Linked DNA regions of Mus musculus: region 1 is linked to region 2. A link is a contact called in public Hi-C data. All regions are on one chromosome and are shown on one strand. Each heading gives the region's core, a stretch centred on a gene start, on an enhancer-like site or on the middle of the called end of the contact. The rest is flanking DNA. Distances are from core to core; before and after follow the strand shown.

Region 1 (4,151 bases), core at 146-2,645, 500 kb after region 2:
AGCCACCATTTGTAGAAGTCTCTACTGAGTCCAAGCAGACTACACAGTCTTGGAATGTATGACGGCAATTGAGCACCAAGTGGAAGTCAGAAAATAACCTACTATTTTTGTGTAAAAGAATCGACATCTGCCAGATCCTGACCAATACAGATGCAGATGCTCACAGCCAATGATCAGACAGAGCATGGGGGCCCCAATGGAGGAGTTAGGAGGAGGACTGAGGAGCTGAAGGGGTTTGCAATCCCAAGGAGGAACAACAATATCAACCAACCAGAACCCCCCACTCCCCAAGAGCTCCCAGAGACTAAACCGTCAACCAAAGAGGCCATGTTAGTGAACCTGCTGTCTTGATTCCTTCTCCTGTGTCAGAGAGTCATAGCACAGGTCACCATACACTCTGCTTCACTGACCAGAGCCATCCTGGATTAAACTGTTTTCCCACTGTAATTATTAACAGCACCCTAGTTTGGGTGATATATGAAATACTCTGTCTGGCAGCAGAACCCATGTGATAGTTTGTTGAGAAGTTTTCAGACAGTGACAGGCAGCCAGGCTCAATCCATATTTGAGTGCCCACCGCAGACCAAACAACTTTCCTATGCAGAGGGCAGGGCGGGGAAGAGTCAGCCACTGGGAAATGGCTCAGCGTGACTGCATGGCTTCTGACACCAGGGCTCTCAGAGGGGACCCGCTCTCACGTGACCAAGTAGTGACTTCACTTTCTGTGTAACATGGGCTGCACGAGGACGGAGGTTCGCTAACATGGCCGAGATCTCATACTGGTAAGCGGTGCCATTGGGACTGGAAACCAAGAAGTCAGTCCTGAGCCTTCGAGGCTTCAGTGGCAGTGTGCTGCTAAAGGCGGGGTGGGGGAGGGGGGATAGGGAAGGGGGAGGGGAGCCTGCAGTGTTACACATCCACTTACCACACTATACCCACAATGCCCACCTCCCCTTCTAATAAATGTACACTCAAGCATCAGTGCACCCCAGTTGTATCCCAAAAATCTTTGAAGAAAACCAACAGGCCTAGTGCTATCACTCAGTGTGCCTAGCCTGCTGGAGTCCCTGGGTTCTTGGCCAGCATCAAATCAAGTCAGGTGGTTCATGGCCAGAATCCTAAGATTGTGGGGGTGGAGATAAGAGAACCAGACCGTCAAGGTCATCTTCTAACATAGAGAGTTTGAGGCCAGTCTAGAATTCATGACACTCTCTTTAAAAAACAAACCCCATTCCACCCCACCCCCACCCCCAAATCTTAGTGCCCAAATCTGAGAGAAGTGACATGGCGGCTCATAGCAACCACATATTCCCCATGAATCAGAAGTCCTCTCTGTTGGAGAGAAGAAAGCTGGGCACCCATATGTGCAGTAATTATTTCCTGTGACTCACATCTGGAATTGGCCTGAGCATCAAGTTCCTCCCTTGTGCACAGCGGTGAGGAGCTGTGAAGTGCTCCCTGCTGGCCCTATGGGAGGCATTGAGGGTCTGTGCAGACAGTGCTCCCTGCTGGCTCTTTTGGAGGCACTGGGACGCTGTGTAGCTAGTGCTCCCGATAGTCCCTTGTGAGGAAATAGGGAGGAAGGTTTGGAGAGCACAGAAACCCCAGTCCTTGCCAATAAGGAAGGCAGGAAGGCAGCTGGTCCTGCAATCCGTCAGAAACTGATGTTGTACTGCCCCCGTGTGGTGGTTCTATAGCAGTACCACGTTAGTGTAGCTAGTTTGCTGGGGTCCCTGCTTTAACGCATACTAATGAGGGATGGGAGGAGCTTCCACTGGTACACCTACCTAACGTGATGTTGTCTTTCCTTTTCCTCATGCATGCCATACTAAAGGAGCAAAATACCTTCATCCTTTGGCTGCCCTGGGAAACCCCCTGGAAGAAGCTGCATAGACTGCTGAATAGACACACTGCTGTTCCTGGCCCTCCTGACCTTAATGAGAGTTGGCTGGGCTACAAGTCAAGAGTGTGACATCTACAGCCTGAGTGAGATTCAGAAGCACTCGGAGCCTGAGACAACAACTCTGTCTGTCCATTCAGTGCCTGCTTCCTACGATAGATCTGAGTTTATTCCAAGGAGAAGCTTGTCACCTGGCACTTTGAGATGGCGACAGATACACCTCCTTTTATTGGAGGGGTTGAGACAGGGTTTCTCTATTGAGCCCTGGTTATCCTAGAACTCACTCTGCAGATCGGGCTGACCCAGACCTCACTGAGATCCCCTCATCGTCCTCCTGATTAAAGGCATGTGCCTCCACCATCCAGCTAGACAGGTGCGTTTCAACCTCGATGGCCTTTGGAAAGAAAGCCTGTGTCCAAAAGTCAAGGCGTTCCGCACCTGTGAACTGGCATTTGAGACTGAAGTACATGTGTAGACATGCACTGCACACATATAAAATTGAGCATACACGTGCATGTACACAAGGACACACATGTATGAGTACACAAGTCACACGTGTGGGCACACCTGCAGGCACACTAAAAATAGTGACACAGAAGTCCACAGTCGACTTCAGCCCCAGGTAGCCCTTTGGGAGGCCTGACCTCCTTTCTGCAGGAGCATCCTGGTGGGTAAGACTGAGAAGACTCAGGTAGGTTGAGAATGCTGAGAACTCCTGGGAGTTCTTCCATGGATGCTGGATGACAGAGCCCAGCAAGCCAAGCTTTGGGGAATCTTATTACTACTGAGTAGATTCCAGCTGATGGGTTGACAATGTGATCGCAGCTTTGTCAGCCCTGTGGGTCACCTGGATGTCCCACGTCCATGCAACATGGGACCAGGCACCTCTCAGAAGCCAAGGCAGACGGCTCTGTACTAGGAAGAAAAGGCCACCTGGATCAGTTCTAAGTGTGACCTCCCTAACTCCTTAAATGATTGCAATGTCTTCTCTATTGGAAATTAAATAACACTGTTGAATGGGGTTGTTCTTATCTTGTTGTTCTGATTTTGTTTTAGATTTTAACATTTTATTGATTTTTTTTTGTGAACTTCACATCATGCATGCCAATCCCACTCATCTCCCCCTTCCCCATACCTGCCCCCCCCCACAACCTTTTCCTGCAACAGAGAGAAAACTTGTGTGGAAGCTATAGTGTTGGCATGCCCACAGCATTCGCTTTTGTCCACACTTCTTTGTTTGAAATGCTCATTGCAACGACTCGTTGGTCTGGCACGAAGCTCCTGCCTTCTGCCTCTCTATCTACACTGGAACCTCACTGGGACGCCTCTCAGATATCCTGCTGTTGCCCTGTGTCATGGAGATCCTGTAGTTTTGGATCTGTAGAACCAGCCCCTTCCTGCACTCCAGCAGATCAATGATGGGGTAGATATTGGGATGGACCAATTGAAAGCCCTGGATCTGGGCCTGAGGGGCATCGGAGATGGTCATCCTGCCTGCTGGGCTCTCATGCCCTTGGGGCTAGCTCACCCTCAACCCCCACAACCAGTGCCAGCTCTAGGTGCCCAGGTGAGGTGCAGGGACTGCTGCCCTGAGTGCTACAGCCAGCTAGGAACATGGCTAGCTCTCCCACGCATAATCCTGAGGGCCAGATTTCTCATCAGCCATAGATGTGGGGGAGGGGAAGAAGGTGTCATTCCTTCTTACTCTCCAGTGCCCAGCAGACAAGGCGCAGGGCCAGCTCACCTGCAACCTTCACATCGGGGACCAGCTCTGCTATGCTGCCCAGGCAAGGTTCAGGGCCTGCTCTCCCAACTGATGCATCGGGTGGAAGGCAGAGCTAACTCTCCCATGCTCACATCCTCAGGGCTGGCTCACCCATACTCCTGTCATCTTGGTCAGTTCCACGTGAGGTGCAGGGCTGTACTACAGCTGGTGAAAGACAGGGTCAGCTCCCCTGCTCTCACGAGTCCAGGGCCAGGTATCCTGACTTCTGCAGGTGGTGAGGGGCAAGGTGGGAAAAAAGTATCTCCCTCTCATCCACACCACGTCAGGGAGACAGGTAGCGGTAGGGCCAGCCCTACCATGTGCTAGCATCCTTAGAGCCTGCTAACCCCCAACTCCTGCACTGTTTGGGCCCCTGAGTACTGTGGCTGGCTCTGGGCGGGGTCTGCTCTCCTGCTCTCAGGCCTCTAGGGCCAGCTCTCCCACAATGCCCAGGTGAAGGGTGAGGCTAGCTCTGCTTAGCCCTCT
Region 2 (3,844 bases), core at 613-3,112:
TAGAACTCTCAGCTCCTCCAGCGCCTGTCTGCCTGGATGCTGCCTTGCTGCCATGATGATAATGGATGAAACCTCTGAAAGTATAAGGCAGTCCCAATTAAATATTGTCCTTTATAAATTCGGCCTTGGTCATGGTGTCTCTTTACAGCAATGGAAACCCTAACTAAGACACTCATTCACTAATCTATTCATTCACTTATTCATTTGCTCAACAAATGCTGAGTGCGTCCATGTATGTTCTTTACGTCTAGCCCTTAAAAATGCACACTGTGGGCTGGTGAGATGGCTCAGTGGGTAAGAGCACCCGACGGCTCTTCCGAAGGTCCAGAGTTCAAATCCCAGCAACCACATGGTGGCTCACAACCATCCTTAACGAGATCTGACTCCCTCTTCTGGAGTGGCTGAAGACAGCTACAATGTACTTACATATAATAAATAAATAAATCTTAAAAAAAATGCACACTGCAGTCAATGACAACATTTTACTAAACACATCAAGGTTGCCTGCCTTCTAGCTTTCAGATTTTTCCCTGGCAGCCTGGCATGTTCAAATGAGAGGCTTCTTCCTCTAGTACACAGAAGAAGACATCATCTTACCCAAAGCATCTTGCATGGAGTTCCTAGCCTTTCATAGTACATTAGAGCCTAGTCATGTACAGATCTCAATGGCAAAGCATTCCACAGCTGCATATTTGTCACCTGTCTCTGGCTGTTTGTCCTGAATGTGTCTAAAAGCCTTCTATCTCTTCTGTTACTGTTGAGAGTTGGACAGAGCAAATGTCCTTGGATGGTCATAGAGCAAAGAAGCCAACATCTTAGTGAATTACTGTCCTCGATGCTATAACAAAATACTGACCGAACCAAGCTAAGGGAGAGGGCATTTGTCTAGTTCACAGTTCAAGAGTACATTCCATCATGGTGGGAGAAGGCATGGCAGCAGGAACTTGAGGCAGCTGGTCACATCAGCGTCTACCGTCTACCAACAGAAAGCAGAGAGAAACAAAAACTTAAGCTTTGTTTGCTTTCTCCTTTTGATTCAGCCCAGGAGTCTAGCCAATGGAATGATACCACTTGCAATTAGGGTGGGTCTTTCTGCCTCATTAACCTAATCTAGATATTTTTTCATGGACACGCCCAAAGGGGCTCCCGTCAGTGGTTTTAGATCCAGTCAGGTTGATAATCAGTATTAACCCTCACACCTAGTCTGAGGTCAACTCCTTATGGGAATGGTCCTAAAGCCAGGTGTATTAGCACAGAAATCCCAGCACCTGACAGAGGCAGGAAGATCATGAGATCAAGGCCATGCTCAGCTAGTAGAGAAAAAAAAAATCCCAGTCTTGGATTTCTCAAAGTCTTTCAGCCTTACAATTGATACTTTCAAACAGAAAATTCCATAACAGTTTTTAAAATTAAAGACAGAGAGAACTTTTACTTCAAGACAAAAGTTTGAAAAAAAAATGGCCATTTACTCTCTAGGTTTGCTTCAGTCAGAATCAAGATAGAAAACCAAGGGAAAACATCACTTATTATGTACAGTGGTTCTATCATGACTATTTCAAATGCCCCTAAAGGTCTGGAGGTCAGGGTCTGCCTCTCTCTCTCTCTCTCTCTCTCTCTCTCTCTCTCTCTCTCTCTCTCATTTAAAAAAGTATGTGATGTCCTTTTCTGCTGGAAAATAACAGCTATAAGGATGAAAGACCTTGGGGAATTCCACGGACAGGAAATTCTCCAACCTTTCTAAGGCAGTTAGCCATCAATCAAGTGTGGCTGTTTGCTTTTTATAATGAAAGGGAAGCAAAGTTTTCAGAGCCTCATTGTTTACATGACTGTATTACATTTTTGTGACACCCGTAATCGAAACCTGCTGACTCATCACAGATCTCCGATTGATTTAGAAAATTCTGTGAAGAAAATCTCAGCTGGGGATTTAGGGCCTTCTTATTCAGGAGTGGGCTTTAGCAGGCATCTAAGATCCATCCCAAAACTTGGCCCATCATTTCAGAGCTGCTGGGGTTTTTGTTTATTTGATATTTATTTTTTTAATCCTAGTTTTCTTCCTGTAGTTAGTCATCTGGCAACCTTCTTTGTTCTACCTTGAAATAACACAGACAGCAATACACACCACAACAGCAAAACGCAGTCACCAAACACAGCCAGGCGCATGAATCACGGGACTGTTGAGAGATGGGTTTTTAACTTGTTACTGAGGCACAAAACAGGACTTGCATCTGAGCCAGCAGGCTTTTTGTTTTCGAGCAGATGTGAAATGTGTTCTCTTCCATTGGTGATGGGCCACAAGAGGTTGAGGGAACAGGCTTGGTTTAATTCAAAGTCACCTGAAACCTTGTTTGAAGTTCATTAAGGCAATTCAATTCAATTCAGCAAACATTTACAGTGCTGCCTTCTGGGAGGTGCTGTGTGTGCTGATGGCTTTGGAGCCTTTGTGAGACCTGAGATTCCAGCTATCCCCCCAGATACCAAGGACCAGCTACAGGAAGTATCTCTGCACAGCTTCCTCCTTCCTGGCCTCTGTGACCCTCCGAAGACTACTGGGACCCCCTGGGACCTGAGGCTTGAAGATTCAGCTAGACGGATTGTCCATCAGGGCCCTTGTGTCCAGCTGTCTCCTCCAAGTGCTGGGATTACAAGCACATGCCAGCACATCTGGCTTGTCGTACATGGGCTATGGATATCAAACTCAAGTCCTCAGGCTTGCAAGGCAAGCACTGCACTGGCTGAGCCATCTCTTCAGCCTTTATTTGTTTGTTTTAAATTCTTAGCAAGGCACGAGCTGGCCTACAGAGCCATTCCCTAGACGTAAGTCTCAAATCCCCGCCCTAACTCTGTGGTCTCCATTCTCTCTCCAGTCCAGACTCTATCAATGTATACATCAGTGCTTCTCCAACAGGGGCAAGTCTGCTGTGCACTGCTGTCAGGGGAGTACACTGGGAACGTCCAGAGACATCTAGTCCCAGCTAAAGGTGGAGTGGTGCTTAGGACAGCTAGAAGGGGGCACAGGACTGCTGCTGAATGTCAATGCAGTTCAGTGTTTGCCCCTTGCCAGAAGGCGTTAGATGGCGCCAAGAGCCTACAGTCCTATGAGCGAGAGATTCTGATGTACACCATACAGTGTTTAACAGTGCTGACCTAGTGTGGTTGACACCCACTTTGCCAGCTCGGTTATCTAAGTCATGCAAATCTAGTACTTCTGAATCCCGGTAACCAAGCACAGCACTGCATCCTCTCCAAAACAGGTGCTTAATAAGTATAACGGTAGTGAGAAGTCACTTGTCCCTACAGTCACACTCTCTATTGTGGTCTCAGAGATATTTCTTGATTTTTGTAGGGTGGTCTTCTTGTTCGTTTGGAGACAGAACTTCTCTGTCATTCAGGCTGACCTCAAACTCCTGATTATCCTGCCTTTGCTTCCTGAGTTCTGGGATCGTAGGTATCACTCACCACACCCAGCTTGAATGCCTTACTAGAGAAGTCTAGATGGGCCATAGGTATGTGATGTGCTTAACAGAGACATGGTTCTAGCACAGGAAACCTACAGTCTAAACAGAGCGAAGAGTGTGTCAGGAAGATGGGTAGACCCCCAAGCAAGGCGGACAGACCTGGGGCCCCCTCAGGCAGAGGAGTTCTGGAGCCAGCGGCAAACTGGACCATCTAGCAGACCAGGAATTGCTGAGGAAGACGTACATGTTCTAGGTCAGGAACTATGTAGCAATACTAAGACCAAGAGATGAGACAGTAACCTGTATTTGAGGCCAGAACTCAGGTGTGGGGCAGGGTGCAGGACAGGACGGGCCTCCTGACCACAGATGAGGCATGTATTCAGAAG

The links. Hi-C and Micro-C count contacts between places; a contact is called where the count stands out from the background.
Region 1: a Hi-C map of bone marrow-derived macrophages shows a contact between it and region 2, with 3 times the contacts expected there. The contact joins two enhancer-like sites. A contact is called at or near these places in 2 of 484 Hi-C or Micro-C datasets (the N1E-115 cell line and bone marrow-derived macrophages), 1 of 115 datasets of contacts at active chromatin or transcription factors (pancreatic cancer cells) and 1 of 9 other capture datasets (embryonic stem cells).

What each region holds. Positions count from the first base shown.
Region 1 is chr6:50,535,101-50,539,251 of GRCm38.p6, forward strand. It overlaps Gm31279 (a long non-coding RNA gene), which reads left to right. Exons shown (of 4, transcript XR_377652.4): 3 at 673-782; 4 at 1,835-2,915. Among named protein-coding and RNA genes, the nearest start is that of Gm26289, 2.9 kb to the right of the region's middle. Within about 2 kb of position 1,396, at least 46 of the 459 cell types and tissues checked have an H3K27ac peak or open chromatin away from gene starts, as enhancers often do. A contact at or near this core is called in bone marrow-derived macrophages and pancreatic cancer cells, where this site is marked.
Region 2 is chr6:50,035,984-50,039,827 of GRCm38.p6, forward strand. No RefSeq gene overlaps it. Among named protein-coding and RNA genes, the nearest start is that of Gm38805, 72 kb to the right of the region's middle. Within about 2 kb of position 1,863, at least 25 of the 459 cell types and tissues checked have an H3K27ac peak or open chromatin away from gene starts, as enhancers often do. A contact at or near this core is called in bone marrow-derived macrophages and pancreatic cancer cells, where this site is marked.